Regions from separate parts of the Hordeum vulgare genome. Here all the other regions are linked to region 1. Evidence: chromatin contacts called from public Hi-C data. All regions are on one chromosome and are shown on one strand. Each heading gives the region's core, a stretch centred on a gene start, on an enhancer-like site or on the middle of the called end of the contact. The rest is flanking DNA. Distances are from core to core; before and after follow the strand shown.

Evidence for each region. Hi-C and Micro-C count contacts between places; a contact is called where the count stands out from the background.
Region 2: a Hi-C map of seedling shows a contact between it and region 1, with 4 times the contacts expected there. The contact joins the promoter of LOC123427125 here to the promoter of LOC123427116 in region 1. A contact is called at or near these places in 2 of 6 Hi-C or Micro-C datasets (leaf and seedling) and 1 of 1 datasets of contacts at active chromatin or transcription factors (embryo).
Region 3: a contact with region 1 is called in a Hi-C map of leaf, with 4 times the contacts expected there. The contact joins the promoter of LOC123408155 here to the promoter of LOC123427116 in region 1. A contact is called at or near these places in 4 of 6 Hi-C or Micro-C datasets (leaf and seedling) and 1 of 1 datasets of contacts at active chromatin or transcription factors (embryo).

What each region holds. Positions count from the first base shown.
Region 1 is chr1H:134,938,903-134,942,105 of MorexV3_pseudomolecules_assembly, forward strand. LOC123427116 (ubiquitin-conjugating enzyme E2 2) reads left to right here and starts at 1,455. Exons shown (of 6, transcript XM_045111076.1): 1 at 1,455-1,679.
Region 2 is chr1H:135,685,523-135,688,725 of MorexV3_pseudomolecules_assembly, forward strand. LOC123427125 (FACT complex subunit SSRP1-B-like) reads left to right here and starts at 1,486. Exons shown (of 16, transcript XM_045111088.1): 1 at 1,486-1,696; 2 at 2,535-2,720; 3 at 2,896-3,001; 4 at 3,092-3,203. The coding sequence starts at 1,643.
Region 3 is chr1H:134,424,659-134,427,861 of MorexV3_pseudomolecules_assembly, forward strand. It overlaps LOC123408155 (hypoxanthine-guanine phosphoribosyltransferase), which reads right to left and starts at 1,509. Exons shown (of 3, transcript XM_045101336.1): 1 at 1,101-1,509. The coding sequence starts at 1,409.

The DNA.
Region 1 (3,203 bases), core at 205-2,704:
TCCAGATTGCAATCTTAGTTTCTTGCTTATTCTTCGTTTGCGTGTAGGAAATAGACCCTCTTGGTCAGGTTGATCATGCTCCGGCGTGGTCAATAACCTCTAGGAGTTGGTTTAGCGACTGCTAAGGCGCGGCGTCCTCGCACGTTCATAGTCGGATCGTCAAAGTCCACTCCACCAAAACGATAACCACCAACTCATCGAAAGATCGGGACCCTCGCCTCTATCAAGGAGCCCCAGAGGTATAATCCTCCCTCGTATGTTCCATATGTCTGGTTGCGCCGCTCATCGGAGTGGCAAAGGGGGTGCTTTAGCCGGAGGGGAAGCGAGGCATCCACTTCAGTGAAGCGCGGATGAGGGTTGGTTTTTAGGACTGGGGGACGACGGTGGCCCGCGGGAGAGGGTGAGACACCGGATGTGTACACCGACGACGGGCCAACGATGGCCTTCGTGCGACCCAAGCGGCTTAAAAACCGAACTTTTTTATTGGGTTAAAAGTTGGGATGTCTATTGCACATAAATTGTTATCATGATTATACTGAAGTTGTCATGATATATTTCGATTACTTTTTCTTCTATGTTTAAAGTAAAATTTTGACATGTTATAAAAAGAGAATTAAGAAACTAAACTTGCCATAATGAATTACTAAAATTTACAATGATCCATGAAATAATTTTGACATGGTTCATAAGTAAGAACAAATATGCCGTCAATCACTTTAAAAATGCATGGTCAATGAGTCAAATTTGTCATGAACCATAAACTAAAGTTACCATGATGAATTATTTAAATTTACCATGGTACATACATTTAAATTTGCCATGGTTCATACAAAAAACATTTCCATGTTCAAAATACTAAAATTGTCATGATCTGTAAACTTAATTTGTCAAGACAAATTACTAAAAGTTGCCATGATCCATGAATCAAATTTGTCGTACTTAATTATTAAAATTTGCCGGAGTCAATTAATTAAAATTACTGTGAAAATTAGTAGAAATACAATGGTACTTTTAAATCTAAAAGAAAAAAATAGATGAAACATGTCGCGGCAATTTTATTGTAAATATTATGGCAACTTTAATATAAATATTAGGACAACTTTTGATCCAAAAAAGATCGTCTAAACATATCAATATTGGGTTTAGTTTTGAAGACCTCATCGAGACGGATTTAATGATGAAAATGAATTTTCAATTAGATTTTTTATTTAAGAGATAAAATATTTTGAAGTCAAAAAAACCAAAAAAATGCCATTGATGTCATATATATGATGTGGCAAGATAGATGGTTATGAAGGCATGTGGACCGTATCATAGCGTATGAGCGTTATTATGTAGAAAAATCTAAATAAATTAAGTTTTTTTTAAGTTAAGAAAGGGCAGTGTCTTAAGGCCTAGCTTTGGGGATCGGCCTCGTTTCTTGGCGGGCCTAAGGCCGACCCTCTGTCCTTTTATTCGGGTGCAATGCCCTCCTGCCTCCTCGCTTCGCCCCAAATCCATTCCCCTCCGCCCCCTTCCCCTTGTCGAACAAGGAGCCTTCTGCACCCGAATCCGGTCAAGTTCGCTGGCGTCTCCACCCGATCAACTCCACTGCAGTATGCTATAGCCCGTGGAGCTTGGGGCGTTGGTTGTACGGCGGTCGATTCCCGCGGGATCTGCCGGGGCGCCCGGAGCCGGAGGTATGATCCGCATTATCTGCTCTGCTCGACGGGTCTTGGTCTACGATCTGGTGGATCGATCGGCTGCGATTGCGCTGATTTTCTTCCGTTCGTCTGGCCGTAAAATCGTGATTGCGTTGATGACGCGAGCGGTTGCGCTGTGCTGTAGACGTAGCTTGATCGATCCGTTTTGCGAAGCACAGTTGCTTTTGCATTAGCTTGACTCCAGTCAGGAGAAAATGCAATCATCTGAGCACATACAACGTGGTGCTTGCCTTAGAAGAGGGGAAAAGCTAACCATCAGCGGGCGGATTATAATGGCCGCATCAGCCACCTCCCCCGTAAGACACGCGATTCGAGTGACTATGCGGTTCTGCAACAAAGACTATGTTTCTTAAACATATGTGATGTTGCAGTGGTCTACTATAGATTTATGTTCTGACCATCCGGCCGCCGCCAGCCGCCCATGCCGCCCATGAACGTTGCAAAAAATTTCCGCAACTTGACCTTTGTTGTAAAAATTCCTGAAACATGACCTTTGTTGCAAAAAATTCTCCCGCAAAAGTACCTATGTTGCAGAAAGACGAAGAAAAAAAATCCTGCAACAAGCAAATTGTTTCTGAAACTCGACGGTTGTTTCAGGAATTAACGGGTCCAAAGTTTATTTCTTGCAACAAAGCGAAAGTTTCTGCAACTCAGCCATCGTTTCAGGAATTATGGGGTGCCTGACCGGAGCAGATCCGACGTCACGTGTAGATCGGACGGCCCTCCAAGTGGTGGATGTTTAGTAAACATCCACCGGTGGATGCGTAGCAGGCCCCTTAGAAGAGGTGCTTCTTATGTACTGTAATTGCCTGGCGACGGGAATTCTCCTAGAAGACACGTGGAATTGTCTATCGAAGGGTAGAGGATTGAGATTGTTGAGATGTTCACTGGGTAGTTTTTTTTTCAAGGATGCGTCCAAGCGGATAGATCAGCATTAAAGGAGGACACAGAGAGGCCATTACAACACCATAAGAGGCAGCAACACCTTAGGCCAACTCCAACTGCGGACGTAAATGGGTGCGGATTGGGTTCACTTTTTATCCGTTTGGGTTGGCAAGGTGGACAAAAATGTACCTTAGGCCAACTTCAATTGATCGACGCAAATGGATGCGGATTGGGTTCGTTTTTTATCCGTTTGGGTCGGCAAGGCGGACGAAAATGTACGATTCAGTCCGGCTTGCCGTAGATGCGCTCAACGCAGCCGACACATATCAAATTTGGGGGGACCAAAAGAAAACTTAATGCAAATAAAATGTAAAATATAAACTTACTATATAAAACGCGCCCCAAAGTCCACATACAATAATTATAAGTTAATTAAACAGTAGATAGAAACATAAAAGAACAATCCCGCCACCCACAGCCCGCAGCTCTAGGCGTTGTAGTCCTCCTCCTCGGTCAGGTTGATGAACGCAAACGCTTACGCCGCCAGGGCTGCCGCCTGTTGCTGATGCTCCGCCCCCTGCTCCTCCTCGAGGGCGCGCTCCACCTGCATGGTGC
Region 2 (3,203 bases), core at 236-2,735, 750 kb after region 1:
CCGTCACTGTGCCACCTCGACTAGTCATAGTCGGCTATGGTCAGTGGTACGACCACCTCCACTATAACCACGCGCGGGCAGGTCAGCGGTACCTGAGCCCGCTGTAGCCATGCCTTTGATGATGCGTCCTTAACACGCCCGTCAAGGCGATGTGACGAGGGCTGACCCATCCGTCTGATGGGTCGTTCCCGAGCCGGATGGCGGGCGGCTCCGCCCCGAGCCGGTCCAGCTGTGTAGCCGGCCTTGTGGAAAGAAGCGTCCGCCGAGTGTTGTTTTTGAAGGAAGATGGGGAAGTGCTCGGTTTGGCATACCGTGGGGTTATCCCCGCGTCACTCGCTATGCACAAATCGCTTGGAGAGAAAAATTTCCTTGTTTTTATGGTCACACTTTAGGCTATCTTGGTAGCACATCCAAAAATGATGTGTGAAGACATTTTCCAACATCCGCATGCCATTCATGGATTCATTCAGTCATATGTTGCTGAGATCAACGCCATTCAGATAGCTGATGCCACAGGACAAAGTGCACCACAAAGTGGACCAAATCATTGGTTTGCACCGCTGCCCGACCTTGCAAAAATTAACACTGATGCGGCCGTTGGAAGGGGGAGATCTAATGGCTCGGTTGGTGCTATTTGTCGAGATCAACTGGGTTGTTTTTTGGGCGTTTCGGTGATAGTTTTCCCATACATATCGGACCCGGTCACCCTAGATGCACTCGCCATAAGAGCATGGTTAATAGTATAGCCAACTGCTGGTTATAAGTCATCTTATAGCCATCTTAAAGTTAGCTTGTACAATAGTTAGCTATAAAAGAGTACTACTTTTTATCATATATGGCCCACATTTCATTCTCACAAAGTACCTAGGGGCACGTGCTAGAGCTGTCTCTTCACGAAGAGCCCGCTTTCCTTCTCTCTCATCCAACTCAGCAAAAATATAATACTTTAATCCTTACAGACCGCTGAATGTACCTTATTGTACTTGCTCTAAGGGAGTCCCTAGCACTAGGAGATGATCTATATGAGAGGAAAGTTAAAGTTGCTTCAGATTATAAGGTGATTGTTGGTGGCATCGAGCAGAAGAACGGAGGAGCATATGAGACGATTGTTCGTGAAATTATACAATACAAGTCTACCTTTCTTATATGTAATATTAGTCATGAATTTAAGAGCTTAAATATCGAGGCTCACAAACTCGCGAGGCACATATTATCTCTGGGGCTGATCGCCATGTCTGATTAAGCCAAACCAATAGTCTTAAAATTTCGTTTTTGTAAACATTATGACGAATGAATAAAGCTTTGAAGTTTGTCAAAAAAATTCGAGATTCATGTCGAACGGAGGAACGATAGAGCGAAAGTTCACTCATTGTATTTTCCGTAAAGAACATCTATAAATCCTTCATTGTCGGAGAGATATCGGCCCCACCCGTCAGATACGGCCCGCTCTCTGCCCAAACGCCCTATATTAGCCCGCCGCGCGCCCCCATCCCCCAAGCGCCAAAGCGAAAGCCCCTTCCTCCTCGCCGCGGAGCTCCCAAATCCCGCACCCTAGGAGGCGACCCTACCGCGCGCGAGAGAGCGGGTCACGAGCCTGTAGCGACGGCGGCTGCGGTCACCGGCCGCAGAGACAGCGGGCGAGATGACGGACGGCCACCTCTTCAACAACATCTCCCTCGGCGGCCGCGTCGGCAACGTGAGTGCGCCGCCCTCCCCCCGCCCCCCGTCCTGGTCGAGTTCGTTCGCCGTGATTCGATTCGTTGTTTCGGTAGGGTTTTCCGCTCGACTGTTCGATTCCGCGCTGGCGAGTTTGCCGGACGGGCTCGTCTAGCTGAATTTGTTCTGCGGTATTCTGCGAACGGCGCCTGTTTTTTCTAGGGTTTACGCGCTAGGGTTTGTTTCTTCTCTGCGGCACGGAACCTGCCCCAGAGGGTAACTTTGGGATCCGCCGTTGGTTGTTGGATTTGAACACCAATGTTGGTCAGGCAAAATGAATATCCCATATCCAATTAGTTTGTGATGGAACAAATTGTAAGCTCCACTACAAACAGGCGCTAATCTAGGGATTCGAGGAACATGTTCATGCAACAGATACATAATGTCTTGTGCAATTCCTACCATCACCCAGGCGCCGTCCATTTTGGTATTCAGTGTGCCCATTGGTGCTATGTCTGCACTATGTTGGAAGATCACAGCAAATGGCCTTCATAATCGCTTTCTATTTACACTTCGCACATGTGCTTTAAGGATTATCCTCCTTATCATTGTTCAGCGTACCTATATGTGATTGAAACACTTGTTGGTTCATTTTGACGAATTGGAATTGTGAATTTGTGTTCATTCGTGGTTCATATTTTCTTGAAACTTAGTGAAGACCCTATTCCAATTATTTTTTTGGTAAAAAGTACATAGATCAATTCCAACAGAACCCCTATTTTCTATGACTGTTGTTGAATTGGTCACTGTTAGTGGCATCATCATGATGCTGAAATTTTCGTCGTGCTGTTATAGACTGATGTTTTGTGCGCTTGTAGAACCCTGGTCAGTTTAGGCTTTATTCGGGAGGGCTTGCATGGAAGAAGCAAGGTGGAGGAAAGACTATTGAGGTTGATAAAGCTGATATAGTTTCTGTGACGTGGATGAAAATCCCCAGATCTTATCAGCTTAGTGTTGGGACCAAAGAGGGCATCCGGTACGTGTTCAAAGGCTTCCGTGAACAGGTAATAGCCTACCCCCCTCCCCACGAAGAAATTAGTTGATTGTTCACTTGACAATGAAGAGATGCAGTTATACAATCACAGTTACACCTGCTTTCTGTGTCAAGGTTCAATCTTTCTTGGATAAATGAAACTCTAGTTGTAACCTGAGAAATATTTTGTTCATATTGTTCTGTAGGATGTTAGTAACCTTACTAACTTCATACAAAAGAACACGGGAACCACACCAGAGGAGAAGCAGCTTTCTGTTAGTGGACATAATTGGGGCGCGGTCGACATCAATGGTTACTGAGCTCTCTATAGTCTGTCTGGTCGTGGGTACTCCATTCCCTTTTTGTAAATTTTGTTTCATTTTCCCATTCTTCCCATTTCAGGCAATATGCTTAGCTTTAATGTTGGCTCGAAGGAAGCATTTGAAGTCTCTCTATCAGATGTATCACAAACTCAGTTGCAAGGAAAAACAGATGTTGTTCTTGAGTTCCATGT
Region 3 (3,203 bases), core at 259-2,758, 510 kb before region 1:
GGCTTCATCCAACAGTCAATATTCAAAGTTACTAAGAAACTACTGAGAAAAGGAGCCAGGTTCTGGTCAGTTATTTATGCAGAAAAAAGGGCCTCTTGTAAGGAAACTACTATAAGTGCAGAGTTCGTGCTGCACAGCTGCAGCCTTACTGCCCGTACCCTAGCCATCACCTCCCATTTCTTCCTCTCCAGTCACAGTCGCTACCCATCCGGCGGCAGTGAGTTCCTCCCCACCCCCATCTCACTGTATCCAGAACACCGTAGCCAGAGTTGGCTGTCGCGTCCTCCAGCCCCTCATACCATCTTTTTCCTCAAATTTCCTCTTCCCCAAACTCGGATGCTTAGCTCCCCTTCCGCCTCTTCCTCCCGTTGCTTCTTCTCCAGATCAAAGGAGGTAGAGCATTCACTCCGTAAGACCAGGGAATGAATGTTTGTTCCTTCGATTTCCCATTGAACACTGCTATATGGACGATCCTGTTTGGCCGGTAACTGTACGACAGTACAAATCCAACCGTCCATGCTTAAGCCAAGGTGCAGCACACCCATTTGATTGCCCAGTCGTACAGGTTTCAGATACTCACCGTCGTATCTGAACTAGTTCCGCTTCCCATTCATGTACCGACATTGTCTATATAACTAAATTCAGCATCTAGTCAACTCCCAAGAAACTCAATTCTTACCACAATAAATAACGTGGGAGAGCATTCACCCCCTAAGACCAGGGAACAAACGAGTCGTTCCACGGATGGAGCCATGTTTGGTATAACTTCATGTTTGGTATAACTAAAATTCGGCATTTAGTAAACTACCAAGAAACTCAATTCTGCCAAACAATGTGACACGCCAATTCAGATGACGCAACCCGATTAAGCTAGGTGATTCAAGGACAAAACGTCATTTCTCTCTAACTCTATGATTCTACTTGCTTGGGTAGCGGAAATTCCTCGGCGTTCATGACCCAAAACCTTAGCATAGGACCACAACTGAAAGCAACAATCACAGAAAAAGACGAGCCTATAAGCAGATAACGCCTGGTGGTGGTGGACACGAACCTCGCGGCCAAACAAACGTGGAAAAAAAAATGAGGATCGAGGAACTAACCACCACGACGTGCTTCCCGGCTACGTCGACCTTGAGGTCAGCAGTGACCCGGGGCCTTCCGCTGGACTCGGTGCCGTCGCCATACGACTCGACGCGCACGAGGTCGACGGCGAGCGGCGCGTCGATGCGCCGCACCAGGTCAGCGAGGAAGAGGAAAGCCCCCGTGGCGACGCCCACGACGACGGCCGACTCCGGGAGCCGGCGGATGTCCGCAGCGAGCTCCGAGGCGACCTCGGCGACCCGCGCGGCGATCTCAGCCTCCGACCACAGCACGCGATCGATGCCGGCGTTGGCGGCTTCGCTCACCATGGCGGTCGTGGTGGTGGCCAGGAACGTTAGGGCTGGGATTTGGATGTGGTGGTCGGGTGGGAGCTTGTGGGGCTATTGGGTGGGGCTCGGGCGGCGGCGTGGTGTTTCTGGGTGCGTTTACGTGGAAGGAAGAAGTGTCAGCATATCGCAATCGTGACGAGCAGTAGCACCATACCTGGTCAAATGAACCGGACCGTGCCCCCACCCGCCTATGTATCAATATTAGCCCTGTTTGGAACCATCCAGATTATATAATCTGGTTTTTATAATCTGCTATGTTTTTGAACAGGTCAGTTTATATTGTACTCCATCTGTTCCAAAATAACTGTCTTAACTTTGTACTAGCTCTAATATAAATTTGTACTAAGCTTAAGACACTTATTTTGGGACGGAGGGAGTAGATTTTAAAAACTAGATGACCAGATTATTAAAAACTCATAATCTACTCTACCCAGCTAAAATCAGATTATGGATTACTAATGACCTATTATCCTTGTAAAGTTAAAGATAATTACCTACTCCCACCGTCACTGTCCTATTTTTATAAACAGGACAAACATGTCATTGTACAATGTAAAATCTGAATTACAGTTTATATAATCTGGCCTCCAAACATGTTCACCTGGATTATTTTTATAAACCAGATTATATAATCTATCTTCATAATCCAGATTATTATAATCTATTGTGGTTCCAAACAGGGCCTTAGTCGGCCCACGTGTGCAGCTCCAAGCATGACACGGGAGTTATACGGACCGGTTCATCGGCACGTAAGTCCTGATTTTGGATCGTTTTTAGGCTGTTTTTTAGCCGATTTTAACCCCTAGTCTTCAGGTCCAGGCATGGTCCGAGGCGGGCTGCATGCTTGGCACGACCTCGTGCCGGCGTGTTCACGGGTTGTCCTGTTTAGGCCGGTCTGTTTAACCAACTATAACGAGCACGGCCGTCCATCTTCGGGGAACAATTGGGACAAGATGTCTACTTCTTCGCTTTAAAATATATATTTTTAAAATTTCATTAGAAGATTATATACAAATGTATATAAACTTGCTTTAAACAAGTGGTGGAGCTACGAAAGAAAACCTGGGTGGGCGAAACTAAAAGAAAACACAAAATATTTCAACTCAAGCAGTGGATCAAGAGTTGCTGCTGAAAATTCTTTCTCAACTTCATCTGTAATTGTATCATCTCTATTTTCCCTTGAAAACCAAATTGATTCTGCGATAGTTAGCCTGCCCATGAGGCCATGACAATTATCTAGTACTCTCTCCGTTCCAAAATAAGTGTATTAAGCTTAGTACAATTTTGTACTAGAGCTAGTATAAAGTTAAGACAGCTAGTATAAAGTTAAGACAGCTATTTTGGGACGGAGGGAGTACCAAATTAAGACATGTATTATCAATTGATTGAATTTCACAGTGCTACAACCTACATTTTCTAGGAAAAATAATACTGACCAATGACCAAGAGATGAGAGTTTGGAGGATGCACAGATGCCTGTGCAGCAGCGGTCGTCGTATAGGTTGCTACTTGCCCGGCTGTCCGCCACGGCTCCTAACTGCTTCCTCGGCCATTGTCGAGCCACCGATGCATGGGTCACCCTCAAGCCTCCGCACCGCTTGGCGCTGCTACTTGCTGCGAGTCTACGACGGTGCGACCGACAGCTCAACCTACGCGGCTCTGTGCCAGCTCTATCTGGCCCTCCCTGTGGTTGTACGTGTGGCTCGTGCCCTAGCGTCGATCTGCTGCTCTGCTGAATAGGAAGAGCAATCAAGGGAGTCATCAAGTAAGCAA